Linked DNA regions of Rattus norvegicus: region 2 is linked to region 1. The links are chromatin contacts, called in public Hi-C maps. All regions are on one chromosome and are shown on one strand. Each heading gives the region's core, a stretch centred on a gene start, on an enhancer-like site or on the middle of the called end of the contact. The rest is flanking DNA. Distances are from core to core; before and after follow the strand shown.

What was found. A called contact is a pair of places that touch in the nucleus more often than the background predicts.
Region 2: a Hi-C map of the A7r5 cell line shows a contact between it and region 1, with 7 times the contacts expected there. The contact joins two enhancer-like sites. A contact is called at or near these places in 6 of 12 Hi-C or Micro-C datasets (the A7r5 cell line, the Rat2 cell line, Schwann cells and 3 more) and 1 of 1 datasets of contacts at active chromatin or transcription factors (oligodendrocytes).

The regions. Positions count from the first base shown.
Region 1 is chr2:169,363,529-169,368,486 of GRCr8, reverse strand. It overlaps LOC134485928 (a long non-coding RNA gene), which reads left to right. Exons shown (of 4, transcript XR_010064325.1): 3 at 1,373-1,513. Among named protein-coding and RNA genes, the nearest start is that of Rnu1-83, 27 kb to the right of the region's middle. Within about 2 kb of position 2,611, at least 34 of the 93 cell types and tissues checked have an H3K27ac peak or open chromatin away from gene starts, as enhancers often do. A contact at or near this core is called in the A7r5 cell line, where this site is marked.
Region 2 is chr2:169,511,829-169,516,786 of GRCr8, reverse strand. The region is part of intron 1 of LOC134485928 (a long non-coding RNA gene); the gene reads left to right. Among named protein-coding and RNA genes, the nearest start is that of Ctso, 14 kb to the left of the region's middle. Within about 2 kb of position 2,721, at least 3 of the 93 cell types and tissues checked have an H3K27ac peak or open chromatin away from gene starts, as enhancers often do. A contact at or near this core is called in the A7r5 cell line, where this site is marked.

The DNA.
Region 1 (4,958 bases), core at 1,362-3,861:
GAAGGCAGGAAGTAGATATAAGTCCCCATTCCTAACCCAGAAGATAATACCAAAAGCCCTCACAAATAAAAATTAATTTTTACCAATGACCTGTCACTAGGCATACAAACCACTCCGCCAGGCACCACACGCCACAGGAGGTGGTCAACATAAAGCAAACTCTGTGGGATATTTGGAGGTTCTTTGTCTCATGATACTTCCTTACTGCTGTTCTTCTGTTTCCCTTATAGGCCATTTGTGTAGATACTATGATGTCTAATTTTGTGTTTGAGTGGGATTTCTCTGTGTGCAAATATATGTGTCTCTGTGTCTATACATGTTTATTGAGTTTTTCCTCTGGTTCTGTTTCTTTTGTTTGTCTTACCCTGATTTTTGTCTTTATTTTCTAAAATAATAATAATAATAATAATATGACTGTTTGCATCTTAATGAGATAAAGACAACAAGAAATGGTATGGGATTTGGGTGGGTGGGAGGGAGGATATGGGAGGAATTGGTGGCAATGAATCATAATCAGAATATATTATATTAAAAAATCTATTCTCAACCTTTTTTTAAAAAAAGTAACTATTAATACATCTCAGTTGTACTTTCAGTTAGAACTCTACATATCAAAACTTGTGACTTCTGGACCACTGTATGATAATATATGAAATTTCTTCCCAGATCACTGTAATAAATGAAGTACTAGAAAAAAAAACCTATCTTGGTATTTAGATAATGTCTAAATTCATCCCTGTGAAATTTAATTGGTAGAGAAGTTCAGACTGACTGAGAGTCTGAATGTTTTGACTGGATATGCGTTCATGTGGATAGCTCTGGGTCTATTTAATATCTGGAATCAGGGTGCATCATACTTGCTTTTTTTTCTCTAGTTCAGACTCCCATGAAATTTCAGTTAACATGTCTAGAGTTTTACTCACCTTCTTCCTTGTTTGGGATAGTTGGTTCTCATAGATGTTGACAAATGTCTCCACTGTTTGCTAGGGGCAGGGAGCTTAGATTCCTCATTGTCTGATGCCACAATTCTTCAGTTCTTTACTTTACAAGGTTCTTGAAATTTATGGTTTGGATGAAAATTTCTCCCAGTCAAGTCCCTGTGTTATGAGTTTGGGTTCCAGGTTGGCACTGTTAAGAAATGCTAGAAATTAAGTAGCAGGGCTCAGCCTGAGCTCCTGAAGTCACTGACTGCCTATGTCTAAGAGTACTGTGGGATCCCTATTCTTTCTTGCCTCCTGTCTTGACCAGAAAGTATTTGAGTCCATAATGAGGCATGACACTCATCTGGGGTTGAAGGAAGTCGAGCGCCTGATATTAAATTTGAACCTCCAAAACAATGAGCTAAAATAAAGATCTCTCTGATTTTTGATAGGTCCATCTCAAGGTTTGTGTTCTAGTAATTGAAGAGCTGATTAATACACCAAGTCGTCTCAAAGCATACCACGAAGCAAGCAAGCTGACTGGGAGAGTAGAAAAGAGCTGCACCCTAAAACTACACAGAGTTAAGCACCAGGTATTGGAGTAGAGAATCATTGAGCACCTTTTTTCAGGGTGGGCACCCCATTGGAACTGGAAACTCGGAAGGATAGAGCTTAACATCACGTAAAGATAAGTGGTTATGATATTTGTGATGAGAAAGGAGACCTGGAGAGTAAGATTTGGTTTAGCGGGGAAGCAGAAAAGAATCTCAAAAGGGAGCCAAATGACAAACCACTGGAAATCCTATCAAAGGTCTTGGAGAAAATACCTACATCTTTAACATGTTTCCCGAGTCTTAACATGGTCCATGGGCTGGATCGTTTTACAGATTCCCTTCCCTCCAAACACATTTTTTGTGATTCTTTAGATAATTTTCAGAGTCTTAAATGATTTTTACTTTTGACTCCAGAGATTTTGCTCTCTCTCTTTGGAAGGGATGGCCTTCCTTGTTTTCCCCTGAGGGTCTCCACCTAACTAGAGGAAGCTAGCTAGTATCAGGATTTTAGGTCAAATCTTACTGACATGTTATAAGCAATTTCCTATTTCTATTGTCATCATTATTTTTAATCATGGTTATGTTATTTCAATATTTATGCTTGGAATTACTAATGTTACTAATTGACAGAGTGCAGTTCAAACTTCAATAACATAAATGGATTATATCTACCTACCTACCTCGACTGCCAAGTAAAATGCCTCATGAACTACAGGCCCTTAGCTACTTCTTCACAAGAAATAAATAGAGTCGTCCATAGGATAGATAATGACATAAGTTGGAGGGAGGGAGGGAGAGAGAGAGAGAGAGAGAGAGAGAGAGAGAGAGTTTATTTGAGGCAGATGTTTGCTATGGAGAAAGTCGCCGAAGAGTCAGGAGAATCAGGGGAACCCTAAATTTCCGACTTACAAACTTGATAGGGCAAGATGACAAGGAAAGATACCATTACAAAATGGAGGGACTAACTTTACAAATGTATCAGCCAAGACCCTCTACTGAGGATCGAGAGAGAACACAATGCCAGATTGACTCCCAAAACACACCCTCCTTATAAAACAGCTCTGTAAACGTCGCATGATACCAAATTTGCCAATAGAGGGCGCGAGAGTCACGCTGAAGAAAAAAATTTTTTTTTTTTCTTTCTGTTAGTCTTCCTCTGAGTGGCTTTGCTTTGGCGTTACCCTTCTGGCTTCTGATGCATTATTCCGTACATGATGTGGGTGTGTGGTGAGAACATGTGGTAGCCTTTTTATCCAGCCACGTATCCAGAGGACACGGTGACCTCATAGGCTCAGATCAAGCCCTATGATCACCTTCAGAAAGTTACACTTGAAGCATTCTGATACTGAATGCTCCAGGCTTAGAGTCTTTAGCAGCACCAGGACTTCCTCTGTGGGTTTGCTTAATGGGCTGAATGCCCGCACCCAGCAGGCTGGCTCATTTCCTTCCTGTCTGCTGAGTGTGGACCAGCTTCCACCCAGAAACACCAGTAGCCCAGTTCTGCCATTCCCAGAGCCTCAACCACTCCTTCCCAAACAAGCTGCAGGCCTAAACAAGCAGGGGATTTTCCTGACCAAGTTTGCTCTTCCTTTGGGCAGCCCTAATCTCTCTCAAATGCGATCACTATATCCCTCACAGCTGATCAGTTAACCCTCACAGCTGATTATCTCCGTAACATGGAGTTTCTCCGGTGAAATTTACTCACTCTCTCTGCTTCCTAACGAGATTAAGGATGAGACAAGAATTTATAATTTAAAGTAAAAAGCCTTTATCACAGGGACTTTGTTATACATTTCTGAATTGCCAAGAACAAAACCAGGAGTCTTGTGTAGATTAGCATGTGTAGATTAGCATGTGATGCAGTAGTCTGGGGAACAGGGAGAAGACATACCACTCAGAGTCACAATGACCCATCAGAGGAAAACTCGGTGGACTTCGCCAGGCGAAGGCATTCTAGTTAGAGTACTTGTTGGGCATTTCCTTTTCCTAATAAACCAATTGCTTGTAATCATCTGATCAGTTGAATTATCGAGAAATTACTAAGTAAAGGGACCTAGAAAGTGCATCCAGAGTTGTGAAAAACTGTAGATCCAGAGAAGAGTTAATAATGAGCCCAGAGACCACCCGCTGGTGTTCCAGGGGAGGCTGCCCTGTTTGGCCTGTTTGCCGGGTTTACTAACATAGCTGGCTCCTCCGAATGGAGCTTGCTCTTGTTGGAAACAAGCATGCACGACTTTGAACACAGAGTTAAGACTGTATCCTTCCATGTATAGAACTTTTGATGTGTGAATTCCACACGCAGAAATAACTCCAAGAACAGATGGTAGTCAAAGAATACATTTGCACAAAATAACATTTCACATGAGTAATGCTTCTGATTCAAATATGAGTACTTATGAGTTTGTGTAAATTGCTTTTTAATGATGTCTGTGTTTCTAGCTAACATTCCCAACCCTCAAGCTATAATTAATTGATAACTACTCATAAATGACAAATTAGTCTTCTCCAAAAGATGCTCACTGGGTATACAAACCACTCTTAAAGCCAGGTCTGGTGCCCAGAAGTACACGACCACCCCAAAACAAACTCAATGGTAGTTTTGGGGTGTTTGGTTATTGTTGTTATTGTTTTGGTTTGGTTTGATTTGGTTTTGCTTTTGTTTCTCCATGATATGTCTGGGCATTTTATTTTCTCAATTTTTCCTTTCCCTATAGGCATTTTGTTTATATAACCTGGAGGCTTCCTTCTGATTTTGGGTTTTTAATGAGATTTCTGTGTTTGCCAATGTGTATGTCTCTACATCGATATGTGTTTCTTTTGAGTATTCTTTGATTTTCTTGTGAAATCTTTTTTGTGTTTGTTTTGTCCTATTTAGGTTGTTGCTTGTTTGTTTATTACTATTATTACTATTATTATTATTATTATTTTAATGCTCACTTATTTTCTTTTGAGAGGGAGCAAGAAAGGATATGGATGTGGGTGAGTAGGGATATGGGGCAGATCTGGGACTGATTCAGAGAAGGAAAACCATAATCAGAATACATTACATGAAAATAACAAAACTTTTCAGTAAAAACACAAATAAAAGTTTGTGTTTAACAATTGATTTTTGGAAGTTGTAGCTCTCCCAGCACACAATCTAATTTGGGGGGCATTCTAAAGGAAATAAAGAGAGAAAAATTCAGTACATCGGTCTGCCATCTTGGAAAGTAGTTCAAAGTGAAGAGATTTAGGAGTTACCACGTAGGATAGGCCACCAGAAATCACATGAGAGACCAGCAGTCTTGGCTGTGAGCAGTATATGGAATAGTTTCAGCTGCAGACACGGCAGAGATGGAATACAGTGTCGTAAGGCCAGGGAGCCTTCCACCCAAAAGCTCCTGCTTACTAAATGTATGAACCTAGAAGTCTCAACAGATTAGACTCAATTTATAAGAATCGCTATTAAAAAAACCATATATGATACCATGTATGAACAAGCTCA
Region 2 (4,958 bases), core at 1,472-3,971, 150 kb before region 1:
GCAGGGGTGTCTGCTACATAACATTCCTGTAACACTGGTAAAGCACTGCTAAAACCTAGCAAATTTATTAAGGAGAAAAAGTAGCGGAAAAATACTTGTTTTATTTCCATCATGAAAAATATTTTCCAATGTCAATATCTAAAAGCAAGTAGCTGGACAGGAGCCACTCTGGCCTGTGAGGTGCTGTATCCTTTCTTCATGCCAGAAAGTACTCCTGCTGGGAAACTGTACAAAGAGACAGTAGTACCTGCCCAGTGGATCTTCCCAGTGAGCTTGTGGAAGAGTTTAAGTAAACCGTGTGTCACGTTTAGAGTTACATATGCAAGTGTTGATTCTTCTAATGTGGCAGGCCTGCCATAATTCCTCTGCATTATTAGAGAATAATCTTGTATTACTTAGCGTTCAGTTCTTTATTATACAGTGGCCATTCAAACAAGGGGGATTGTGGGAACGCCCCCCTCTCCGCAGGATGTGTGCTGAACATTAAAGCATTGCCTGCTCATTTGTCTGTTTTAAAAAAATGCTACCAGGGCATTTGAGTGGACTGAAGGCTCTCGAGTTTTCCTCCTCAGTTTTCAGCCCTGTGAGGAGAATGCTGCTCTCTTTAACGTTACTGGCAGACAGAGGCTCTCAATGTTTGTGAAGATTTGAGTGTTCGGTAATTGTTGCTAATTGCTTCTGCTCTACACTTCACATTGCTACTGCAGAGCTGGCAAAGGACTCCTTGTTGCAATGAATTCCATCTTTGTTTTCAGATACTAATCGATCTTTTGGAAGGGATGAACATCGCTGCTAAAAGCAAGCAGCAATTATAGATCACACTTGGAAGAAAAGTTCTAGCAGATACGTGCATCATCACACACAATCTTGAGATCTGAATTAAAGGCCAAATTATTTTTATTTTCCAAATATTCAGGAAATCCAACCCAGGAGAAAATTTTTTGTGAATAACCTAATACACACACACACACACACACACACACACACACACACACGATCACATTAATAACTCTTATTTCTATCACATTGCACAACCAACAGAAACAAAATTGTTACTATTATTGCAAATAAGTCAGTTAAACAAACATAAGCATAAGCATATTTTCAAAGATAGCTTCAGAAAGAAATACTTTCACATTCTTTACTTAGGAGTATTGGTTTTGAGACTGTGAAGCTAAATCATGTTATATTCAGTATCACCAACCTCAGAGGTTGATAGCAATGGTGTTCAATGAGTAACTTATATGGTGAATGAGATATGATTGCTGAATGGGATCATCTTTTCCTCTGCAGTGACATTTCCTATGCGTTAAAGATAACTGTATACTCAAGTATGAGGTTAGAGACCCCATATTTAGAAGAGCTAAATGAAACGCATGTATGATTTCCCACAGGGAACAAGTAGTGTAAGCTGTGGAGATATTTGTCATATGACTTGAGTTACTGCTAGTTGCCATTTGTAATCTTTGTTCAGCAAAACCCCATAGCATACACCAACACAATAGTAAAAATAAAAATCAGCAAATTTGTAAAGATTTGGAATTTTTTTCTACTTTTCCATCTTTAATGGGTACAATCATACTACCAGGTTTTGTTTGTATTAAATTGAAGCAGTAAGTCATGCTAGTCTATCAAAGTTAACTATCAAAAAAAATGGCCCTGAAGTAGCAATGGCTCCCTTCTTCTGACAGTGACTTTGAAAGTGATGAACTCTGGGATCGCTCATGGTGGTGGCTTAGAGTCTCAGTTCACTAGTAATTAAACATTTCCAAAGGAAACTGACTGGTATTGAGAAAGCACATTTGGACCATTTACGGAGGACAGAGAGTCCTTATCATGCAGAGGCCAGAAGAGAGACCAGGTAACATAGCTCTCCTTGGTATTTTGTGTCTCCAAAAAATTCACACATTTTCTAGATTCTGTGTTGAGGACCTGTCCGTCTGCTGTGGCTCTCTTCAAGGTGGAGGTGGGGTCAACTTGTCTCAAAGGCAATCGAGGTTAGAGGCTATGTTGGAGAGTATGCACCATTAGCTGCCTACATGCAGGGAAGGGCTTAGTCATCAGGGAGAGGTAGCTGATCCTAGGCAGCATAAGCAGTGTTACGTATCTAACAACTGGCTGCAATTCAGCCAAGAGACAGAGCGTGGGGATTTATGGGACCCAAGAACTCTCAGGCTGGTCATTCGAGCTAAGATGGACTGGACCTCAGGCAGCCTGAATGAACTTCAGACACTTTAGATGATGCTTCCTCGGGTTCCCTTGAGTGACCTTGAACTCACAGCCAGTACTGTTCAACAAGCATCATTGGCAAGACGAGATGACAGTAGGAAGAGGAGACCACACTTTCCTTAATCCTTCTGAGTGAGCATTTGGAGCAAGCCAGCTCCATTACTAAGGTTCAGTTGGATGGGGCTTGTACTGTGGAAGGTAAACAAGACCACTTGCAGGCAAATATCTGTACTTTTGACATTTTTTCAACTCTAATGTTTCATAGGATTTCTGTTCTCATTCTACATACTGCAAATAGTATGATCAAATGTGGCTGAGGGCTTTTCCTGGTATTGTATGGATTGTAGGTGTCTGTATCCATGTCTGAAAACTCACAATAGCTTCCAGCCACATATTAAAAAGCACCATGAATCATTGCGGCCAGACATCCTCAGAATCAGACCAGGAAAATAAAAGCCCTGTGCCTGGGGACTGTCTGAGGAGGGTTTGGGGGAGGAGAGGAGGAAGGAAGTCTTAGCCCTCAGGGAAGGCAGCCCTGAGTCATACCAGCTCCAACAGAGATTGCAGCACTAAGATCGTCAGTTTACTGAGAGCAGCCAGGGCAAACATAAAGACTATAAACCATGGAAAGGATGGAGAGTCAACAGGGAAGTCTAGCATTCGGAGCTACGTTTGAATCCCCGGTCACCAGCACAGCTGCCTGTTTGCCTTCTGCTTTCTACATGAGGCAGATGCAGGACATAGAAGATGAGAAACTGGTCACGTGGGTGTAAGAAGAATAAATACCTTTCCCTAGCACAGTGGAACTCTCCAGAGGTAGCTTTAAGCTGCCCTACCACCAGGGAACCCTAGGGCATGGTCTCAGGTGAATTACCAAATTGTGGGAGGGTTCAGATGGAGCCATTCCCTGCTATCATTACAGAGGAATCTATTGAACACCTCTTACATGTGCTTATGCCAGTGACAGCACCAATGTCACTTCACAGCAGGTTTGGCTCGGACACATGAACATCAGTACCTCCCGTGGTACAGTAGCTGATTTCTATTGCACAGGGACAGATGTCTCCATTCCCTGCCTGTATGCTGGTCACTGTCAGGTAAGGGCATAAGGTTTAGGTGTGTGGAGGAGGCAATGACTGGGAGACCTAGGTCTCTCATTAGATAATTTCATGAGCATATTAAACACAGTCAGGAGGGACAGACTGAATTAAGTATGAGACTGAAATTTCAAATTGCACAGGATTGCATTTTCATAGCAATAAATATTCATACCTCATGAAATCTTGCAAGATGACATCCAGTGGTTGGCGAAGAGCATGCAAATGAATGTGTCTGAAAATAGTGACTGGAAAAATGTAAAGTTGTTTTATTTTCATAGCAGCAAGAAACTACTTATAGTGACTAGCATGAAGCTTGGTAGAAGCGATATGAGATAATTGCTAAGGAAGGCACAAAGAAAACTTGCATTTACTAATAAGTATATATTAATACACAATTTGTCTCAGCTCTAGATCTAGTCACCCTCAAGTCTTTTAATAAATAAGACATTTTCCTCTTTATTTACATAGCATGCTGTACCCAATGGACGTTAAATCACTTACCCAGAGATGAACAGCTAATACGTGATGGATGTGGGAAAAACTTAGGTAAATAGCATGTCCAAGCCAGCCCTTATTCTACTGAGCCTCCACTGCCACCAACAGCGGTGTCCAGTCAGACAATGCTTCACACTGAGGGTCTGCTTTGTTTATTGTAGCTCAAGGGATATGAGGGCATCCGTTCAATGTGGTGATTCTAAACAGACATGTCAAATGTCTGCAATCATTCCTTGTCAGTTCAAATCCTCACCCTTTATTTCAAAAGTTAGAAAGATGGTGCAGTCCTGGCATCCCCATGGCTTTCTTTTGTTTGGGTGATGTGCTTGGGTGCCATGGAGACTGTGTCTGCAGACTGATGTGAGCACGCCATTACAAACATTGCCTGTTCTTGCTATGCCCAAGATGAAGAGTTGTGTTAGCCTTGGGTGGCACCCTGCCATCTGGACCCATGCAGGCTTTCTTTCTTGACACATGTTCACCAAGTGACTCACTTCCCCTTTATGAGCTTCTGTTCAGATTTTCCAGTGTCTCTGTCCACTTTCATTTGGAAGAGTAAATGACAAGAGAAGGCAGAAGCAGAATTAAGGATCAGACAGAGAAAGTGACCTTAGATTTATTTTATTTTTTTAAATTTGTAGATACTGGCAGAACTCTGAAAACAAGCATTAGCTGGGAGCTTTATTAAGATTTTCTCATTATTAGTATTCTAGGGTCCAAAAACACAGATTACAGATATCTGATACATATCTATACTTGGAGCCTCCTAAGCTTTGAGATTCAGTGAGTCTTGAGAGTTAATACTTGATGTGTACCTAATATTTGGTTGAATCTTCCTGGTCTACTATTTAAAAAAAGATGTATTTATTTATTATATATAAGTATACCGTACCTGTCTTCAGATACACCAGAGGAGAGCATCAGATCCCATTGCAGATGGTTGGGAGTCACCATGTGGTTGCTGGGATTTGAACTCAGGACCTCTAGAAGAGCAGTCAGTGCTCTTAACCACTGAGCTATCTCTCCAGCTCCTGGTCTATTCTTGTTTTCCCTGCATCTGCTTAAAACTCTTTGTTTTATCATTAAGCTTACAGTAGGTTTCAGAATAGCTTAGGCTATCAACTGAGTCCTTTT